2 separate regions of the Xenopus laevis genome follow, and region 2 is linked to region 1. Evidence: chromatin contacts called from public Hi-C data. All regions are on one chromosome and are shown on one strand. The core of a region is the stretch at or near the end of the contact, and the rest is flanking DNA. Distances in the headings are between cores, read along the strand shown. Region 1 holds the start of atp6v1f.L (ATPase, H+ transporting, lysosomal 14kDa, V1 subunit F L homeolog). Region 2 holds the start of LOC108711248 (cadherin-related family member 5-like).

Evidence for each region. A called contact is a pair of places that touch in the nucleus more often than the background predicts.
Region 2: a contact with region 1 is called in a Hi-C map of the XTC cell line, with 3 times the contacts expected there. The contact joins the promoter of LOC108711248 here to the promoter of atp6v1f.L in region 1. A contact is called at or near these places in 2 of 4 Hi-C or Micro-C datasets (the XTC cell line and animal cap).

The regions. Positions count from the first base shown.
Region 1 is chr3L:93,112,927-93,115,626 of Xenopus_laevis_v10.1, forward strand. atp6v1f.L (ATPase, H+ transporting, lysosomal 14kDa, V1 subunit F L homeolog) reads left to right here and starts at 1,261. Exons shown (of 2, transcript NM_001089830.1): 1 at 1,261-1,465; 2 at 2,407-2,700. The coding sequence starts at 1,299. The coding sequence ends at 2,608.
Region 2 is chr3L:93,251,852-93,254,552 of Xenopus_laevis_v10.1, forward strand. LOC108711248 (cadherin-related family member 5-like) reads left to right here and starts at 1,391. Exons shown (of 17, transcript XM_041586612.1): 1 at 1,391-1,549.

The sequences.
Region 1 (2,700 bases), core at 11-2,510:
CTGACTTATTTTGGAAGTGCTCCCATTTCTCTAATATGCATCTGGTTAGAGAGAACAAACACTATAGGGGTGCAAATAAAGAATAAAGATTGGTCTCCAGTGCGGCAGTTGGTTACATGTTTCAAATCTGGAACACCTCCACCGTTTAGAAAAAATGACTACTTACAAACCACTCTCGTGGTCAAGCGTGTCTATTAAATCCTCCTGTGCGATCCTAGTTCGACCTCGCACCTTCTATGGACTCCAGAGCAAGGATAAAAGCCGGAAAAAGTATAATACCGTTTTATTTAAAATGACTTCTTAAAAACATCAATAAATACACTCACTTTCCCTTAGTGTGATCGCATTCAGTCCAATTTCTGTAGTTACAAAGTGCCAGAGGACCAAAGTCCCTCGTGGTGCTTGTACTGGACTGATGTGCGTTCTCCTTTAAAGGGGGTAACGGAGAACGCACATCGGTCCAGTACAAGCGCCACGAGGAGGTCTGAATCCGGCTGGTAACCACTATCCTCTGGAACTTTGTAACTACAGAAATTGGACTGAATGCAATCACACTAAGGGATTGCAACCCTATTAGGCAGCATGCCCCCCAGGGGCGTAACTAGGAAGCAGACCCTGCGCCTGCAGGGGGGCCCTGTAGGTATAGGGGCCCCATGAGGCACTAATTCATATACAATTTCAATAAATGTTGCCAAAACAGGTCAACTTCTAGACATTTTGAGGGCCTGAAAAATAATTTGCTGTGGGGCCCAGTAATATCTAGTTAGGCCACTGATGCCCCCCCCTAAAATCCTGATGCCCTAGGCCGGGGCCTTGGTGGCCTTACCACAAATCCGGGCCTGTCTGAATTAGAGAAGCAAGAATCCAGACATGGATACGGCTACAAGGTGTCAAGCAAGGTGCTACAAACTGTCAGCCAACACAATGCAGGCATCTCGCCCTTGTCAATTTGGAACGTCTTAATAAAGCTATAAAAGAGAAGGAATTCTGGGAAGAAAGCTCAGTATTGATACTAAATAAATCCACATAAATCACGTACACTACGGGGCTTTAATGCACAACCAGGGCAGAACGTGGATTATATTTGCAGCAAGTGTAGGCCGGTTATTAAACTACAGATTGACATCACCGGGACACGCCCCCTACAGCTCAGCTGATACAGGCGTTTCAGGGGGCGTTGAGTCATGTGACGGGTTCTTCTTGTCAGGTGACTGCGGGCGGAGACAGTGCTTAGAGCAGTGTAGTGACATTCGGTTCGGTGTGACAGAGTGTGTGCGCGCTAGAGTGTTTAATAGAAGATGGCCGGGGGTCTAGTTCGAGGCAAGCTGATAGCGGTTATCGGGGACGAGGACACCGTCACCGGCTTCTTACTCGGTGGAATCGGGGAGCTGAACAAGAACCGGAAACCCAATTTTTTGGTGGTGGAGAAGGAGACGAGCGTAACCGAGATCGAAGAGACGTTCAGGTGAGATGGGATAGGTGTTCTTCTGGTGAATGCATGTGTGAAGTGGAGGGCCATGGACCCGCCTACAGGCTGCCATATGTCTAGTCTAGCGAGGGATGCTGGGAGTATTTGGGCCCTTCTCTCTGTACAATGAATTAGATAGAATTAACCCTTAGAATTAGAGTAGCTAAGATGTACTTGATATTTTGTGGCCTGACCTCCCCCCCCTTCCCCCAGCTTTAGTGTATGGAGACTCATTGTTCCTCATTCTGGGACCTGATCTTCCACATAAGGGGACTGATCCAGTTCCCATGGCTGCTGTGTGCAGGGAACAGACTGATTATTTACTGTAAACCTGCAGGAGACTGACCAGAAAGAGCACAATCTGCATTTGTTAGTGTTGTGTGCCTTTCCCATCAGCATGCTACTGTCTGTAACCTGCTTGCCCTACACTCTGCTTCAACATATCACCCAAAGTCACTTGTAGAACCCAGTGCAGCAACATTTTGTTTTTTCTGCCTTGTGCCTGCGGTGCTCATGTCTCATCAACTGATAGAGGTACATATGACTGTACTGATAGAACAGCTTGTCCAGCTGTCTATTAAAATCCCCAAACTGCAATAAAGTCCCCATAATAACATTATTGCCAGCTGATTGGTTTACAGGCTGATATCCCATCATTCAGCTGTGTGTAAGCCACAGGAGCAAATAATTGTGTCCGTTGCTCCCAGGGTGCATGAATGACCCCTCGTCACCAGTTTGAAATTGTTGACACATTTGTTCAAAGTGTTGGATCCCCAGGTTCTTATAAAGGATTAGGTGGTACCATGGGGTCCATATGATTCTTTAAAAGACATATATATATTTGTTGATTTTGCTTTGAAGTAGCAGTGCTCCTATATTTGTTACTGTTTGTTTGGTTTTATAATGATTCTTTTCTTTTCTATCCATTATTTCTGTAGAAGTTTTCTAAATCGTGATGATATAGGCATTATTTTGATCAACCAGTTCATTGCTGAGATGATCCGTCATGTAATTGACACGCACACCATCTCCATCCCTGCAGTACTTGAGATTCCTTCAAAAGAACACCCGTATGATGCAACCAAGGACTCTATACTGCGCAGAGCCAAGGGAATGTTTACAATGGAGGATTTGCGGTAATTCGGAAAACATTTCGGCAAACGCAGGGATCTGCCCTACATCAATCAGGTCCTGCTGAGAGGCTCGATTCCTTCTGTTGGTCATAGCCAGTA
Region 2 (2,701 bases), core at 141-2,640, 140 kb after region 1:
TATTATTCTTGGCAATATACATTCGAGAGCCATGGGTCATCATGTGTATCAAAGGGTACATAGATCATTGCACACAAAACACCAAAAGAAATTTTGAAATGTCTTTTGAGGAATTCAGTGCTAGTCATCACTCCTTAATAAATACATACATATATATTATAGTTACATTAAATGTGGTCGGGGCACTCTGATAATTTTTAGGCATTCTGACAACTGATTCAGGAGATAATATCTAAGTCACACAGCAAAGCTTCCTAGATATTGAAACACATTTTAGACCATACAGAGCTGTCCACACACATTGTGCACATACACAGGAGTGCCATATCACCCTACTCTTACCACTAAGAACATTATTAAATCAGCTTGGTGTAGAAGGAGCTTACCAGATGTCTAAGACAGGTATGTCAAACTGGTGATTTGGTTGTCATATGTGGACCCTTATTTCCTACCATGTGGCTCCCATTCACTTCACTGTCTTACAATTAAATGATAAGGGAATGTTGTGAATATTTGAATATCCATAGAGTTAAGATGGAAGGTAATAGTAGTATGAGTAGTAGAAAAGGTTGTCTTGTTGTTCTGGGGTGATATAATGTTGACAAACCCTGCTTTATGAGACAAGCAGGTACATTAGAATTAAATGCTGTGTTAACATCATACAGTAGAACCCCTATTTTACATGTGTATTCATCAAATAAAAAATATCATACCGATTTTGGCTATATGCAGTGGTGTAACTAGATATTAATGGACTCCATAGGAAATTCAATTTAGGGCCACAACATATTGGTAAATTGACTTATTCTACCAAGATATATAGAAAATTCTCTTTAATTAGGACCTTACTGGACCCCCAACACTCCTGCCCCCCCCCTTCAGCCACAGGGCCGGATTCCTCTGTAATTACACCCTGGTTATATGTTTTTCTTTTTCTAGTGGCAGGATATTAGTTCTTTTCCATTGTTATGATAACAGCTCAGTAATTTTTAGAGTCCATTGACTCAGGAGATTAGTATGCTCAGGTGTGGATTTTCAACCACATCTCTGTTTTTACTGTCATCTAGTGGCCATATTAAGAACACACACAAAACGAATTTTGTTGGAAAGCTCTTGAATGTCATGTTTAAAAAGAAAACCAATGCATACAAAATTATTACATAACACACAGTATAATCTGTGACATGTCAAGTAATGTAGTAATTGTTCACCTGATTAAATCCATGTAGAATGAATTATGGTTAAAGCATGAGGCCAGGAATGTGCATTGATCAGTATATTTTGTGTCTATGGAGGTGAGAAGCATATAGATTTTTCTCCCTCCTCCTTCCCAGCAGCTGCTTGCCTCAGCCTCCTCTCTGGGTATTACTTTAAGCCCTCTGAGCTCTGCATCTCCCGTCTGCTTCCTCTGTCTAGTGTGCAAGTGCTGTGTGCCTGTATGACCCTCCTTGCCAGATTATGGAACTCACTAAAGAATAACCTGGGCAGATCATGCCCCCCTGGTACATCTTTCACCAAGATTATCGAGTTTTGCAGCCTGATGAGTAAGGTAAGGGCACACATGGCTCATTTCCTCTACTTGATGTTACTAATTTCTCTTCAAAGTTCAGTTTAAGAGAAATCATTTAATTTCAAAAAAAGTAATTATCTGTTAAAAATGCTTTTGCATTTTAGAAGTTGAACTCTGGAGAAACAACCTCTGATTTTATTTTCAGGGTATAATTAAGTCATTTTCAAAAAGACATGTTGAAAGAATGTTTAAAGAACTCAAAAAAAAAAACCCCAGTGTGGTTTGTTCATGAATTTCTGACAGGAGCATATGTTGTGGGAAAACATCCTATTGATTACAGCCCTGGTTTCTTTTACTCTGCTCTCCCATATTCCAAAGTATAGGCAATACATGCAGTGTAAATATTTGCTTTAAAATAGGCAGTTATCTATGTATGTTTATGTAACAAAATACCATGTGCATGTTAGATAACTGTCAGGCTGCACAATTAAAAATAAAAGATCTATTAAGGATATTTTAATACACAGCAGCCTGTACAAAAGGACAGTTTGCATATGTTCAAGCTAGGCTTGCTTTGCACAGAATAATTTAGAATGGCTAAATCCGACACTAGTTAGGAGGCAGAGCACGATAACTCCTTCTCACTTAAATATAAAGGTTTATATGTATCATGACATCAAATTCTATCCACTTGATACAATACTCCACTTGTATTGATTATTCTGCAAGTGGAGACACATTCTACATTATTGTAAAATGTAATTTTAGTTGTGTATTTACTTGACTAGCTCTTACCTAATATCATTAAATGTATTGTACGTGTAATTATGAATGCCTTGCAGAATCCTAGAACTTGTTTTTGTGTTGTTAATGTGTCAGCTCTTTTCTTGTAGGTGAGATATCTCGTTGTTTCTCCTACATGCTGTCCTTGACGGTGTCTCAGTACCTGAACTGCTGTGTAAATTTCCTACCTCCTTTCCTATGTCTCCACAGATAACAGTTAAGATAATGGCCTGCAATGCATTTTTTGTTCTGGTACAGTGCAGTATGGACAATGGAGTTAAATCACTCTTTACTAAATCTGATATTTAAGCACTATGAAGGTTTTAAGGAGGGTTAGTAACTGAGAAGAGAGTAAATCTGCCCCATAGAATGCTTGGAGAACAAGTGAATAAGGAATTATGGAGATGT